Regions from separate parts of the Mus musculus genome. Here region 1 is linked to region 2. Evidence: chromatin contacts called from public HiCAR-type data. All regions are on one chromosome and are shown on one strand. The core of a region is the stretch at or near the end of the contact, and the rest is flanking DNA. Distances in the headings are between cores, read along the strand shown. Region 1 holds the start of Pgm2l1 (phosphoglucomutase 2-like 1). Region 2 holds the start of Chrdl2 (chordin-like 2).

What was found. HiCAR-type assays count read pairs that join an accessible place to other places.
Region 1: a contact with region 2 is called in a HiCAR-type map of kidney, with 2.9 times the contacts expected there. The contact joins the promoter of Pgm2l1 here to the promoter of Chrdl2 in region 2. A contact is called at or near these places in 14 of 39 promoter capture datasets (the 3T3-L1 cell line, 3T3-L1-derived adipocytes, cranial neural crest and 7 more), 6 of 484 Hi-C or Micro-C datasets (cerebellar granule neurons, liver, neurons and 1 more), 1 of 115 datasets of contacts at active chromatin or transcription factors (kidney) and 4 of 9 other capture datasets (adipose tissue, liver, macrophages and 1 more).

What each region holds. Positions count from the first base shown.
Region 1 is chr7:100,224,304-100,231,823 of GRCm38.p6, reverse strand. Pgm2l1 (phosphoglucomutase 2-like 1) reads right to left here and starts at 4,217. Exons shown (of 14, transcript NM_027629.3): 1 at 3,790-4,217. The coding sequence starts at 3,900. It overlaps Gm34877 (a long non-coding RNA gene), which reads left to right and starts at 4,419. Exons shown (of 3, transcript XR_869834.3): 1 at 4,419-4,694.
Region 2 is chr7:100,003,403-100,010,199 of GRCm38.p6, reverse strand. It overlaps Chrdl2 (chordin-like 2), which reads right to left and starts at 3,796. Exons shown (of 11, transcript NM_133709.3): 1 at 3,553-3,796. The coding sequence starts at 3,634.

The DNA.
Region 1 (7,520 bases), core at 2,968-5,467, 220 kb before region 2:
CCTGCCTCACTGTGTAATCCCTTTTACATATGCCATAAGGCTGTAACTCAAGCCAAACCAATGTGGCTACCTGATCTTATACAAACTGAGCTAAATAAACCTCCTTTCTTTATACATTACCCAGGCTCAGATTCTTACTATATAATAAAATAGGCTTGAAGAATTAATTCACAGCCTTTCGTTCTGGTTAATTTGTTGAAAAATGTTCTGTTGTTAAACACCTGAAAATCACTGGCTTAGATTGACATCTTTTATTTACTTTTCCAAGCTCTTTTTAAGTCTAACCTATCTTCAATTTCATATTCTACTCTTTCTTAATATAGATCTACATTCTGAGACCAGAATGTTCTTATTTCTTAAATTGCCATGGCAAATTCCTGCCTCCATATTGTTGTCAACATACAGGATATTTGTTGTTGCTGTTACAGTCAGCAAAGCAGTTCTGCCCTGTGTCTCAGTCTCCCTTCCCTGTCCACCCACCCATACTTTACCAGTGTTTTATATCCTAGATATAAATTTCTTACAGAGAATTAAAATTCACATTGGAACAGAATCAAAAGACAGTTGTGATGTTAAAGAACCCAGTTTTTTTGCCAGGACTGCTTGTCTGTAACTTAACAATGTGTGAAAGCCCTGAATGAAAGAAATAGGATGGAGGTATGAGCCTTACCCTAGGGCGGAAGAGAACACATTGGTAATGGAGTTCTCTGTGCACAGCTGATAGGAGGAACTCCTTGACCCCTGGACTTATGGGGTTAGAGTAATAGCATGGCCCCACACAGAGATGGATGCATTTACTTGTTACAAGCTGATGCTGTTAAATGTTGTATGTTTTACTCTCTGTGGTTTGACTTTATAATCACCAAAAATCTTTGGATTATTTGGCTTTTCCTATGGTATATCTACCAAATGCCTGATTTAGAAATAAATCTACTGCATCTGGATCATAAGCCACAAGTTAACAAAACAGTATTCTTAAATCAGTCATCAGTTTCTATGACCTTGAGTTGACTGACTCATTTTGAAACTAGGGAAGCGAATCTACTAAATAAAAGCCTGGATGCTAGTAGGAGGTTGTATCCATCCAAGTCTGGTAAGTCTGCTGATAGAAAGTTGGCCTACAGCAGCTACACAAGAGTACCCTACCCACAGTAAATCTGATTAGAAAAACAAAATATAAAAAACAAAAGTCTCACGCTATTCAGGCTGGCATGGAACTCGTTATGTAGCCCAGGCTGGCCTCAAACTCTAACTGCTCTGACTGTATCAGTTTCCCACCTTTGAGATTGTAGGCAAGAGTAACTATGCCGGGTCTACGTCCTTGCACTATTTTCTTTTTAGCACTTACATATACTCTTAATTGCTGAAGGCCACTAATGATATACTACTGCTCTTCAACAATCTGGTCTTCACATACCTTTCCAAAGATTTCTATGTACCCTAAGCTCCGACAGACACAAATGTGCTAACTACACACATTCAATTTTCCATCTTTCTGACTCTCAGTCTTCCCTCTCCATCTTAGCAAATCTGAATGTTAATTAAATGAGAAAGTTCAACAAGAATAATATCTTTTTTTTTCATGAAGACTTTTCAATGTACACCAAGTCACCAAAGCTAAAATTAGTAATGTTCCTGACTACGGAAAATAGCAAATTGCCCTGAGACCAATTTATAGCTTATCACATGTTTCATCAATCTTCAAGAATCAGCAGCACTATCGGATTCCTTGATTGGTATTAATCAGAGATTGAGCTCAGACTCTCTGCATTAGAAGACTGTAAGTACAGTCAACATATAATGAAAACTTAAATTTCATTTTTTACTCTAAATTCTAGTGGCCTTGGACTTAGCCTAGCTTACTTAAATATCAATCTACAGTAGATAAACCTTTGTTTCTCAAATAAAAGCACTATCTCCCATTAAGAAAGAGACCAGCAATATATAATTAATAAAATTACTTAAATCTGTTTTTCTGTTAAGGCACTTATTACTTGTTCCCTATATTATATTTGGGAGCCATTGTTTTATCCTCTTATGCTCATTGAGGTCTACATTTATTTTATCTTCTCTCTCATGTAGGCTTTCCATGTATATTTCTTTTCATGTATATTCCATGTTCTCATAAAGTCTTCTTGAACCCACTTCATGATAACTCTCACTTCTGAACTCCCATAAGCACTGAATGACTGCAACCTTGTTTATTGCTACTATAACTGTTGGAGCATTATTTTTATATGCATTTTACAGTTCTTAAATATTTCAGTATATATTGGCAGTAGACAATAAAGTATTAATTCACTCAACTGGGATATTTATTAGGAAAAACACGGACAAAACTGATACTGAAAGAGAAAAGAGTGTCATTATTTTTAGTGTGGTGCACAAATCAGCAGAACTGGTATCAATCACCTGGAAGCTCACTAAGGCTGTCAGGCCCCACCCTAGTTGTCTGGTCAACAAATGCCTCAAGATTCCCAGATGATCTGTTAGCACTTTCGGGTCTGAGAAACATTGGTTCAGACTCTAGAAGAAGGATTAGAACATCTGAGAAATATATGACCCAGTAACACCAAATACTTTATTGTAATTGCTTATTTGTTGGACTTCCTTATCTACGAACTAAAGGCTTGCTGACGGCAAGAACTCTTTCTATCTTTCTCACCACCAGCATTTCCTGTCTGGCCTAGAACACTCAGTATTTAGTTGGGTTTTTTTGTTTGTTTGTTTTGTTTTGTTTCCCTTCTTAAATGCATAGATACCTGGAAAAAAATGAAAATAAACTTTTTCAGAAAGCTAATTAAGTAGTTCTTTTGTATAACAAAATCTCACATACCTCCATACAAACCCCTTAATTCAGTTTTAAATGTGCTGCCTTTTTTGTTTTAGCAGCTGTATCATATGCACTTGAGAAAACAAACACTGGGATTATCATCCCACCCTCTGAAAAAGCCTCCAAGAGCCTCGTTTACAAGTGAAAAGGATGCATTTTAATTCTAGCTTTCACCAACCCACCCTATATACCTGCACAAGGGGAGGGAGAGAGAAGAAACGATGGCATCAGCAATTCTGAAATTCCTAAGCAATTCCTAAATATCTGATCAGAATCTGCCTTTTAAGATTTGAGAATGGTGCAAATTCTATCAGTACAACTAGACTATTCTAGATGTCCATGACAATTTTTTGAACAGGATACTTCCAATAAATAACTGCCGGCAGAGGAATGAAATAAGAGGAGAACCCTTGTCACATTTAATAGCAAAAGGTGATACCAGAAAATAAGAGTGAAATAGACTAGCGAATACCTAGCCAGCGATTACCTAGTGACAGAGGGTGGAAACACAGCAGAGCAACATAGTGAGTGGTTAGTAACGTTCAAGAACCAGAAGCCACTTTCTGGTTCTGCAGAGAAGGAAGTCAAAGGAGAAAGAGGAAAGGTGATGGATGCATAGTACACAGAGGATAACTTACAACGATGAGAATGAGGACGAAGTATTTTGACCATGAGAGATGATACTCACTGGAAGGGAAGGGGCAGCAAGGGAGGAAGCGGGACTGCGGTGTAGCCTACCACAAAAGAAAGAGACTGCAGTCGTCCCTGCCCAGCCCAGCCCGCCGGGGAAAGCAGCCCCTGCATAGGTGAGAGGCATCGCCCAACTCCACTAGCCCTGCGCTGGCTGGAGCCATCTCCCCTGGAGCCTCCAGAGCCCTGGGTGGGTACCGGAAAGGGTGGACTGTGCGAGGGTGAGCAGAAAGAGGGGACAGATGCCGGGGTGACCAGGTACCCACCTTGTCCCAACGCAGCCACTGCCCGATGGCCGTGTCTAGCTGGGGGTCCCCAGTGAGGTAGGGGGCGTGGAGCAGGTTAGAGTTCAGGTCATCATCTGCGTTCTCAGCCATGGTAGACACACGGGTTTGCGGGCCCGAGGGGCGGGCGAAGACACTGAGTCAGGGGGGCTCTAGGTGCGCTCACCAGGGTCCAGAAACCCCCTCCTTGACGAAGGGCATCGGAGACCAACCGCGAGCTGTTCAGTCCGCGCCAGCTCCTGCCGCAGCTCCAGCGAACCCGGAGAGAGGGCGGAGACAGGACAGCCGCCTCCCAGCAGACTAGCTCCGGATCTCAGCTCGAACTGACTGAGGCGGGCGTGAGGCGAGAGAACAACAACAGTCCCAGATGTCTGGGTCGCCGCCTTCGCCCGCGCCGCCTTAGGCCCCGCCCCCGCGCCGCCCGCGCCGCCCCCGCCCGCCCCGGCCCGTCCGAGTGCCCGAGGCATGAGGCGCGAGCCCGGGAGCGCGCGCCCCGCACCTCCGCTGCAGCGTTTGCTGTCCGCTGAGGCGACAGTGCACAGCTGGCTTTGTTTTTTTAATGCCGTTCCTCAGCTGTCTTTCCCTTATCACCCGCCCCGCACTCGCACGTGCGCCTCCACCTGGTGTCCCCGTCGTCTCAAGCAGCCCGCCTCTGCACTCACTAGGAGAGTCCCCGGCGCGCGCAGGCCCCACCCTCTTCGCCTCAGGGCTTGGTCTCGCTTGGGAGCCCAAAGTGGCGCGCGTGACGCCTCACGGGAGTTGTAGTTTTCCCCGGTTCCCCGAGTTCTGTACACCCGTTGCCTTTCCCTTCCCTCGGAGAGAAAAAGCACCACCTGTTCCCTGACGCTTCTTACTTATGTTGTGCAGTGGTGGTCTCCTGCTTTAAGGTAAAAAAGGAATGACGTAAGGAACAACGGTATCTATTTGTACTTGAAAGTTTACGAGTCGTTTTTTGTCATTTCATTCATCCTGTGTGGTAGGTTGTATGTATATTCCTTTCCCACTTTACACAGAAGGAACTGAAAGGCAAACCGAATTTTCTGAGCAGTAGCGTTCCTGAGAAATGAATGCGGGTTTCAGTCTGTTATGTTACCTCAGCTGGCAGTTGTTTTTGTTCAGTTGTAGCCGCGGAATAGAGGTAGAGAGAATATAATGTCTGGAAAATAGATAAGAAGGTTGTCAGATGATGGGTCAGCATTTAACCCTATTTTAAGAATGTACAAACATCATAAAATTCATGAACAAGTAGGAATACAGAGGAAAAAAGAAATGAACACCTTCACTTTCTTTCTTCTATAAATGTGCGCCTTTCAGGTCTCATTACTTGAGGCCAGAGAAATACTGAAGTCTTGTATATGGACCACTCTGCTTTCTCTGTTTTTGAGACAGGGTCTCCTCTATGGCTTTGGCTAGCCTTGAACATAATATACGCCAGGCTGAAATTGAACTCTTGAGTGCTGGAATTCCAGGTGTGCACCACCACACTGTGCCAAATACCTTCTTGGTGTGACTTGACCAAGTATATTAAAACTCTTCCTCATCAGCCTTTTGCTCTTGTAAGGATTATATAATATTTATAGCATGACAGTACAGTAATTGAAGAAATAGTTTTAGAGTGTTTTGAGGCTCAAAGATAAAAGACATAATAAATCCAAAGTATTCCTTTTATTTTTTAAAGACATCATTTGTTCTAATAAAATCCAAACTACTAGCATAAAATAATTGTATTGAGAGATTCTGAAAAATAATATATGTCATTGTAAGGGGTTGCAGTGTTTGCCTTAAAAATCAACAAAACAAGAATTATGCTAGGAGCTGATATTAGAAGAATATAAACAATTCCCTTCAAGAAGTAAAATCTAGGGCTGGAGTGATGCTTCAGCTGTTAAAGCTAGGGTCACAACCAAAATCCCCAGAAATAAAATCTGGAGAGATAGGATATGTGCAAGAATGTTTAGTCCACGATGAAGAGCTTGCTGCAAATAGTGGAAATGAAACCATCAAGCAGGAGGACCTGCACTGGGATTTCAAGAACAGGAAATAAGCCAACTGAGAAAAAAGGAGAGGGCATTTCAAATCCATTAGTGAGTGATTCTCAAGTCCACTATGAGGTTGTTTAAAATATATTTTATATTAGTGAACATAAATCCCAGCAATCCTGAATTTTGAAATGGCCGCGGTACCTCCATAAAGATAGCTGTTGATTGTGACCTAGATGGTCATTATCAAAGTACATATTAGAACCAACATGTTGGCATCCTCTGGAAGCATATTAAGAGATGCAAATTTTAGTACTCAGTAAAGTTCTACTGAAACAGATTTGCATTTTAACAAATCTAATAATTAATATTTAAATATTTTATGCAGTATTTTTTATGAGGCAATTTCCCCCCCCCCAAGACAGGGTTTCTCTGTATAGCCCTGGCTGTCCTAGAACTCACTCTGTAGACCAGACTGGCCTCAAACTCAGAAATCCGCCTGCCTCTGCCTCCCGAATACTGGGATTAAAGGTGTGCGCCACCACCGCCTGGCTGAGACAATTAGTTTTAAATACCAAGTAATAGTACCAAATCAGCAACTTTCAATATATGAAATGATATAGGACATGTAGTAAAAACAGGAGAACACAGGCTCTACTTAAATACCCCTTTCAACCAATGTTTCCTTACTTTTATCAGCAAAATCCTAACAGATATTACGGGTTACCTGAGTCTTCCCCAACAGGTTAGTTAGACTTATTGGTTAGACACTGAAAGGTAACTACGGAGACTCTCAATTCACTCAATCTGAGAACATTGTGTGTCCAGAAGGGGAAGTTGGGAAACTCTCAGAAGCTTTCCATTTCTATTGGGGTTTGTCCAAAGGGTCCTGTGTTTTTACTGTATTTTTATTTGCTAAAAGTTTGTCAACTCTGTGACTGTGAAAGTGAGGTCTTGGTTCTCAGAATGGAAATGCATTCTGAGAAATGAATTGTGAGGCAATTTTATCATTAGATGAACATCATAGAGTGACTATAGCATCATTTTGTAAGGAAAAACCTTACGAGACCACAGTTACATAGGCAGTCCCCTTTTTGACACAAATGTGACATTATACATAATTGTATACTATAATCAATAATGTATGCATTTTTGTTATGCCATATGCATGTATCAATTATACGTGTTATATATATTTATAGTTGTGTCATTGTGTCAGTCAGCTATCCATTACTGTGACAAAATGCTTAAATAAATCAACTTAATAGAAAAAAAGGTTAATTTGGGCCTACAATGTCACAGACCTCAGGTTATGGTCATTTGGCTCTGTTGTTTTAGATGTGTGGAAAAGCAGTCTGTTACAGCAAGGAGTAAAAAGTAGAGCAAAAGTTGGGTGTGGTGGCACATGCCTTTAATCCCAGCACTTGGGAGGCAGAGGCAGGCGGATTTCTGAGTCTGAGGCCAGCCTGATCTACAGAGTGAGTTCCAGGACAGCCAGGGCTATACAGAGAAACCCTGTCTTGAAAAAACAAAACAAAACAAAACAAAAAAGTAGAGCAAAGATGCTCACCTCATGGTGGCCAGGAAGTGTGAGTTAGGAAGAGGCTTGTAGGTCTCAATATGCTATTCAAGGACATGTCCCAGTGGCTGGTCTACAGTTTACAATGGAAGCCCAAAGAAGTTGGTTCTGATAATGGTGAAGGAATGTACCAGCTACAGGATAGGATAAATGGA
Region 2 (6,797 bases), core at 2,547-5,046:
ACAACTCATAGCTCTGGAGAGGACGCTGACAGGGGTGCCCAACCAAGTGACAGGGCCAGAAGAAATCGGCTTCGACTTACGAGCAAACAAACTTGGCTGAGACACAATGAAGAACTCCTGAATACAAGAATGCGCAACAGGTTCGGGTCCTACCCAGAGTGGTGTCTGATCTTTGTGCCGCATCTCCGAGGGACATCTCGCTCACATCAGTCCTCCTCTTTGGGAGTTCAAGATATTCTAGGTCCTTTCTCTGAGCCGGCGCCATAGCCGGCGGCTGAGGGAACCTGAGAGGCCAGCCCTGAACAGGTGCAACAGCTGGAGCAACGGCGCAGCTGTCTTGGGGCTTGCAGCTTGGAGCCAGTGAGTGAGGCAGAGACCTCTACTGGTGGGAGCAGGGAGGTGCAGAAGCTCGTGCCTAGAGACCCAGCCACAGGACCTTGCCCAAGGCTGAACTTCAAGCCTTTCTTTACCGGCTCTCTGCTTAGTTTAGCACATCTGGACAGATGAATAGAGATGTGACTAAGCTGGACAGCAGAACAGGATTCTATATTGGTAAGCATCTCATGACACATATTTCCCCACACCTGCCCCACCCCAGGCACTTTTTCATAGGTACTGTTCATCTATTCCTCCCCACAGGGCAGAATTCTTACACTCTCCCAACGCCCACTCCCAAAGTCACATGGACTCAGGTTGAAGGCAAGGATGTCTTGATCTCAGAGACAGTCAGTGCTACCATGGTCCCCAAACATCACCTGTTTAAGGACAAGCATCATACCTTATAGGTGGCAAACAGAGGCCTGGGAACCTTACATTTGGAATCAGAGGAAGATGAAGCGCTGGGACCCTGATGCTCCAATGGTGCCTGTGCCTTTGGAACCACACCATCCTGTAGGAACTACGTTCTTGTTCAGGCCTGCTACTGGGCTCTGAGATTCTACCACCTGAGAACTGAAGCTCCAGTTCCCATAACACACACACCCTTGAGGGTTGATGTCTGACTTAGAGACTGACCCTTTCTTGGAAGTAACATTAGATAAGAGAAGAGACTCATGAAGCTTGTTAGGCAGTTTGTAAGGACACGGTGCAGAGAGGAGCAAGTACCAGAGAAGGTCCTGGAGATGAGTTGGGAATGTGGCCACTTCTGGGTCACAGAGGGGATGCATGACCAGGGTGGAACCACACAGATGTGACTCCACCTGGAACTGGGATCAGCACCAGTCAGAAATGAGGCCAGAGCCTCCAGCCTCAGGTGGAACTGGGGATCAGTCAGTGGTGAGTGTCAGACAGTTAGGGCTCAGTGTGGCTTAGCTTGGACTCAGTATGGATCTGCAGGTGGAAGTAGAGCCAGAGAGAATAAATAACCTTTGCCGACCGAGCATCCTTGGACTTCAGGTAAGGAGTATGCCAAAACCCCGGCTCACTTGCCCTAGACATACTTAACGGTGTGGCTGGCTTGGACCTAAGAACACCCATCTGTTGGCACCATTTGTAAAAGCACTTTGGATGTCACCAGGGGACTTCTTACACACCACAGGCTTGAGATCTCTCTTACCCTAAGACAAGAGCTTTCATGCAAGACCTTAAAATAGGATACCAGCAGGAGACTTGCAAAATTCTTAGACCTACAGCACCAATCATCATTAGGTTCAGAGATACGGGATGTGTCCCAATTCCCACGGCCAACAAATGACGGGACCTGGGTTAGGATCTAGGTCTCTGTTCCTTCCTTTGTGGCCTTGTAGCAGACCCTCCTTCAGATGAACTGTGAAAGGAGATAATCCGATAGTAGACACAGAAGAGAAAGCTCTTTCAGCCATGACACCACCAGGATCTTAATGCTCCTCCCAGAATGCCAGGCCACCTCGCTTTAGTGATAGTCATTTTCTTGAGTGTCTGGGGTTCTGTATTTATGGGGGAGGTAGCCAACTGAAGAACCTAGTGACAGAAACAGACAGGAAGGCTCTTGGAGGCACAGAGGAGGGGAGGTCAGAAAGGGAGCTGGTCACCAGGTAGAATTTTCTGGAAGAGGTGTCTGAATTGTTGAAGGTGGTCATGGTGGGCAGACGGGGGCTTTGAGTACTTCTGAGCCATCATCAGAGTGGTTCACCCAGGGCAATGGTATTGGAAAGGAAGCTGCAGGGCCAGGGTCAAGTCCAGGGCAGGCATGGCAGTCCTCTGAGACTAAGTCTCCTTCAGTGGACAGCAGGCAGGCTAGGAGGAAACTCTCAGGGCTTAAGGAAGGAGGGGGTATTTACTGAATATTTGACAGTATGCATCTGAAAGCATCACTCCCTTTAGTCCTCCCCCACATCCTTAGACCTTGGTTAGTAGCTCTTGTTTGCCGATGAAGAAACTGAAGTTCACAGAAGTTTGAAAAATGACTCAGGTGTAAGAGGCAGTCAGGAATTGAAGCCAAGTCTGAGCTCTCTGTGTTGTCTTATGAGACATGAGGGTGTCCATAATTCTCATGCCACTGACAGGCTAGGGGACGTCAGACAGACATGCAACATTTCCATTCCCAGAAGCAGGACAGAATCTAGCCTCACTAGCTCCACAAAGCCAGTAGCCAGTCAGAAGCAGAGCTGGCAGGTGGAGCCAAGCCTGGAAAAGGTTGTCAGCTAGGGGGTGGGGACCTGGGTCTTCAAGTTTGGTGGCCTGGAGCAAACTACTGTCCTTGTTGGGCTCTGTTTCTTTATTGGGGAGGTTCAGAAGGAGTCACCAGCATAAGGAGGGGCAGTTAGGAAACAGAGGCTGTGGTCCTGCATAACCTACTGTTTGAAGTGGAAACTCTGGGGGCTTAGGCAGCTGATACACTTTGATGAGGCCACCTTGTAGCATCTCTATACAAGCTGCTCTGCCTGCTCCCTGTCATTTAATACATTTAACGGCTTTAAGAGGCTCCTATTTTATAGATTAGAAAAGAGATGGTGAGGTGCCCTCCGTGTCTGACCCATCAGCTGGCACACAGTGAGGCTGGGAAGATGAAGAACCTCATCTTTTTTCACCACGCCCCGATGCCTTCCAGTCTCACAGCCCCACATCGGGGTGTCTCCCAGACGCTGTAAAGGCAGGATTTGGAATTAGACTCTTGGCTTTGGATAGCTTACCAGCTTCGGAAACTTTCTTCTCTTTGCCCTGCCGATTTTACTCATCAATTAAATGTAATGATGACACCTCATGGAGTGTTGTGAGTATCAAAAGCGATAATGGACTCCACTTTGTTCATCTTTCAGCCCAGGAGCTCATCAGCCTTTCCGTCTTTCACACTCAACACATCAGGCTGCTGGGAGTAAAGTCCCTTCCCACAATGCACACTGCTCTTCCCCCAGCAGCACCCCAGAAAGAAACTCTGCCAAACTTTTCTCCCCCCAAGACTCACCAGCCCACACTGGTCATGGAGCAACATCTACCCCTGCTATGCAGGTGCTGCCTGGATAAATGCAAGCGTTAAGGGGTCCCCAGGTCCTAACTAACATCTTCCAGCAAAGTACATCCCACTGGTTCGCATCCCTCCCCTGCCTGCCCAGACTTTGCCTGGTTTCTACTTACGGGATAGTGCTTGCGAGTCCAACGGGAGCCAGAACATCACGAGTCCCAGCAAAGAGGGGATGATCCTCACCCCGGGAACCATCCTTCCTTGTCCCAAGGTCAGACAACCCCGGGATGAGCCGGGAGAAAGTGAGATAAGGACACAAGTAAGTCCTCAGAGGACCAAGTAGGACCGCTGCTTGAGGAGTCGGAAAAGCAAAGATGAAGAGGAGCCAAGGACAGGAGAGGTCTAAGGTGAGGATGAGAGGACGGTGGGGAGGGGACGAGGAGAAGAGAGAGAGAGAGAGAGAGAGAGAGAGAGAGAGAGAGAGAGAGAGAGAGAGAGAGAGAGAGAGAGAGAGAGAAATTAGTTGGGGAAATGAAGAAAAAGGCTATGGCAGAGAGGGAGAAGGTGCTAGCTAGAGAACCGGGATCTGCGGGGTGCGGTCACCGGGGTGCAGTGTCCCTGTGGCGCTGGCTGGCGGCGGCGCGGCGGCGCGGGGTCCGGCGCGGGTCTGGGGCGCGGTGGGGCGACAAGACCCTCGGTGGCGGCGCGGGGGAGGTTGAGCGCTGCCGCTGTGCACGCCTCGGGCGCCAGACGCCGCGCTCGGGCGCATTTGTACTTTGCCGCGGGAAGCCTGCAGCCCTGGGCCGCCCTAATGCTGGCGCCTCCTCTGAGGCACCGCGAGCTCGTGGATTGGCCACGAGAAACAAGCCCATTTCTCCCCCTCCCCTTTAGTGCAGGGCTGGGAACCTTCGCTCCAGGCAAGGCGCCGAGTGGAGACGAGGGGGCTGGGGAGGGGGAAGGGGGCCACAGACGCCCCGGGTTTTAACCCCTGGCTCCCCGCGGTACGCAGCCTGCAAGGGGAACCAACCCAGTTAGATTTCAGATGAAACTGAGTGGGGAAGGTCATAGTACGGGTCTGGGAATCTCAGGATTGGGTATTTGGTGGGGGAGTGCAGAGACACTTGCCATTTTGAACACAGTCTGTGTGCTTGCACATAGCGCCTAGGAGAAAGGTTTTCTCTCCAGCACTAAGATAATGATTTGAGTTACTTTAAAAGTCTTCAATATCGTCCTGCAAATGTCGCAAAGGATTAAATAAGATTTGGAACATCAAAGCACTTCAACTTTGGAGGAAAGCCATTTCAGGTACCTGGAATCTCCCATTGGCAGGTGGTGGTCCTAGGCATCATCCCCAGATGAGAGGTAGCTTTGCTATGGAGTCACTGCTGCTACCACTTACCAAGCAGCCCAGGATGAACTCTTTCTACAGGCGAGGCCCCACTGCTCTGCATGCGCCAGTGACAGCCAGGGTCAGAGCTTTGTCCTTTCACCAGAAGGTGAGCACGCTGATCCAGAACCCCAGCAGCCTGGGCAGGCTGTTGCTCCAGACCTCATGTTAGGTGAGCTCCTGAACTAATAGGACCCTAAGAAAAGAACAAGCTCTGTCCACCCCAGAGCACACAGGCTCTGCAATGAGAGGGCAGACTCAAGGTGCTGGCGCCATCCACAGCTTGCTGGGCCACTGTGGGCAAACACAGTCGTCCTGGCTTTGGACCTTGATTCCTGAGCATCTCTTACACAGCTACCAGTGTCTCAGACCAGGACAGGTGTAAGGATGGAGAAGTGGCAGGCCACACCCCATTCCAGGTTATCTGACTGGCAGGGTTAAGGCTGCACTCCTCACGCCAAGTGAGCAGTGGGAGGAACCAGTGACCAAGAAAGCCCCTACTCAGGGCTCTCAGAGTGAAGACAAACATGAGCTCCTTCCAGTCCTCCTCTGACTTAGGTTCTCCTTGTCAAAGCTCTCCTCCACTCCACCCTCCTGGATACAGTGTTTGCTAAGAAGTAATCTCCCCCCCCCCCCCCGTCTCTGCTAATGTGTGCTCTGTACCTGTCTTGATGTCTAAGGTTGCCAAAGGTGGGCTCATTGGGTTCTAAACCCTGTTCATTCTGCTTTCCTGAAGGGTCTCTGCCACCTCAGCTTTCCTCAGAGCTCTGGTGTCTTCAGTCCTTACTCACAGTCCTTTCCCACAGCCTGTCTTCAGGTCTCCTGTCCCTGGTCCAGGCGTTCCAATGTATTTTCCCCCACACTCTCCACAAGAGTTGTGCTGATCATTTCAACGACAAACCAGATGCCCCCTTGCCCCCCTTGAACCCATTCTGGCCATCTTGGAACTCGTATGATTAAGATGTATAACATTCAGCATTGACTTTAAGTCTGTGCACATTTGACTCCTGACTCCTTTCTGTCACCGTCACCCACTCTACCCACCCTGTACCCACCCTACACCCCCTACACCCACTCTGTACCCACTCTACCCACCAGTATCCTCCTACCCCCTCCACCTTTACCAACCACTCGCCTCCCCCAAGTGCCCATGCATTTCACACCTCTGTATCGTTGTACACATTTTCCTTCTGCAAGAAGATCAGTTTCCTTCTGCTTCTAAATCTTGGGCCATGAGCAAAGTAGACCAGGATTTTCTGACTGAGTCTCATCTCCACTCCTGTCTTGCCAAGTTGCACCAACTGGCTTTGGCGATCCTCCGGCCTCAGCTTCCTTGTGACTAGAAAAGTAGGTATGTACCCTTGTTCTGCAACTTGTGACTTCGAGCTGCTTGTTTATTTTTGCCGTGTGTCTCTCTCGTGTGCACACTTGTACACTATGTGCACACCTGTATTTGGTGCACACGTTCCCGCACTTGCACGTTGTGACCAGATGAGGGCAGTCGTTGTCTTGCTAGATCACTTTCCACCTTATTTGAGTCTACCTGTATGGGAAAGAATCTAGTACCCAGCTAGCCAGCCCCAAGGATTCTCCTCTCACTTTCCACAACAGACAATGCTGGAGTTACAGGCTTTAAGACACACACACACACACACACACACACACACACACACACACACTTTTTATTTTTATGTGAGTGCAAGGGGTTTGAACTCATGAACTCAGGTTCTTATGTTTGTCCAACAAGCTCCCCATGATGTTAACTGACAGTCTTCCTACCTCTCCCTCTAAGTGCTGTGGCTGCGGATGCACTGCCACACTCAGTTGGGGAGTGGACAGGGCCTCCTGTGTGCCAGGGACACACATAACTTAGCTACACCCCCTCTGAGGCTTCACTGAGTCTCCCAGGCAAAGATTTTTTTTTAAGGGTTGGGGATCAAACTTAGGGCTCGCTACATGTTAAACAAGGGCTCCTGAGTTCTCTGTCTTTGTGTGGAGTGTAAATATGTATTTGTGTCATCACCCTGCACT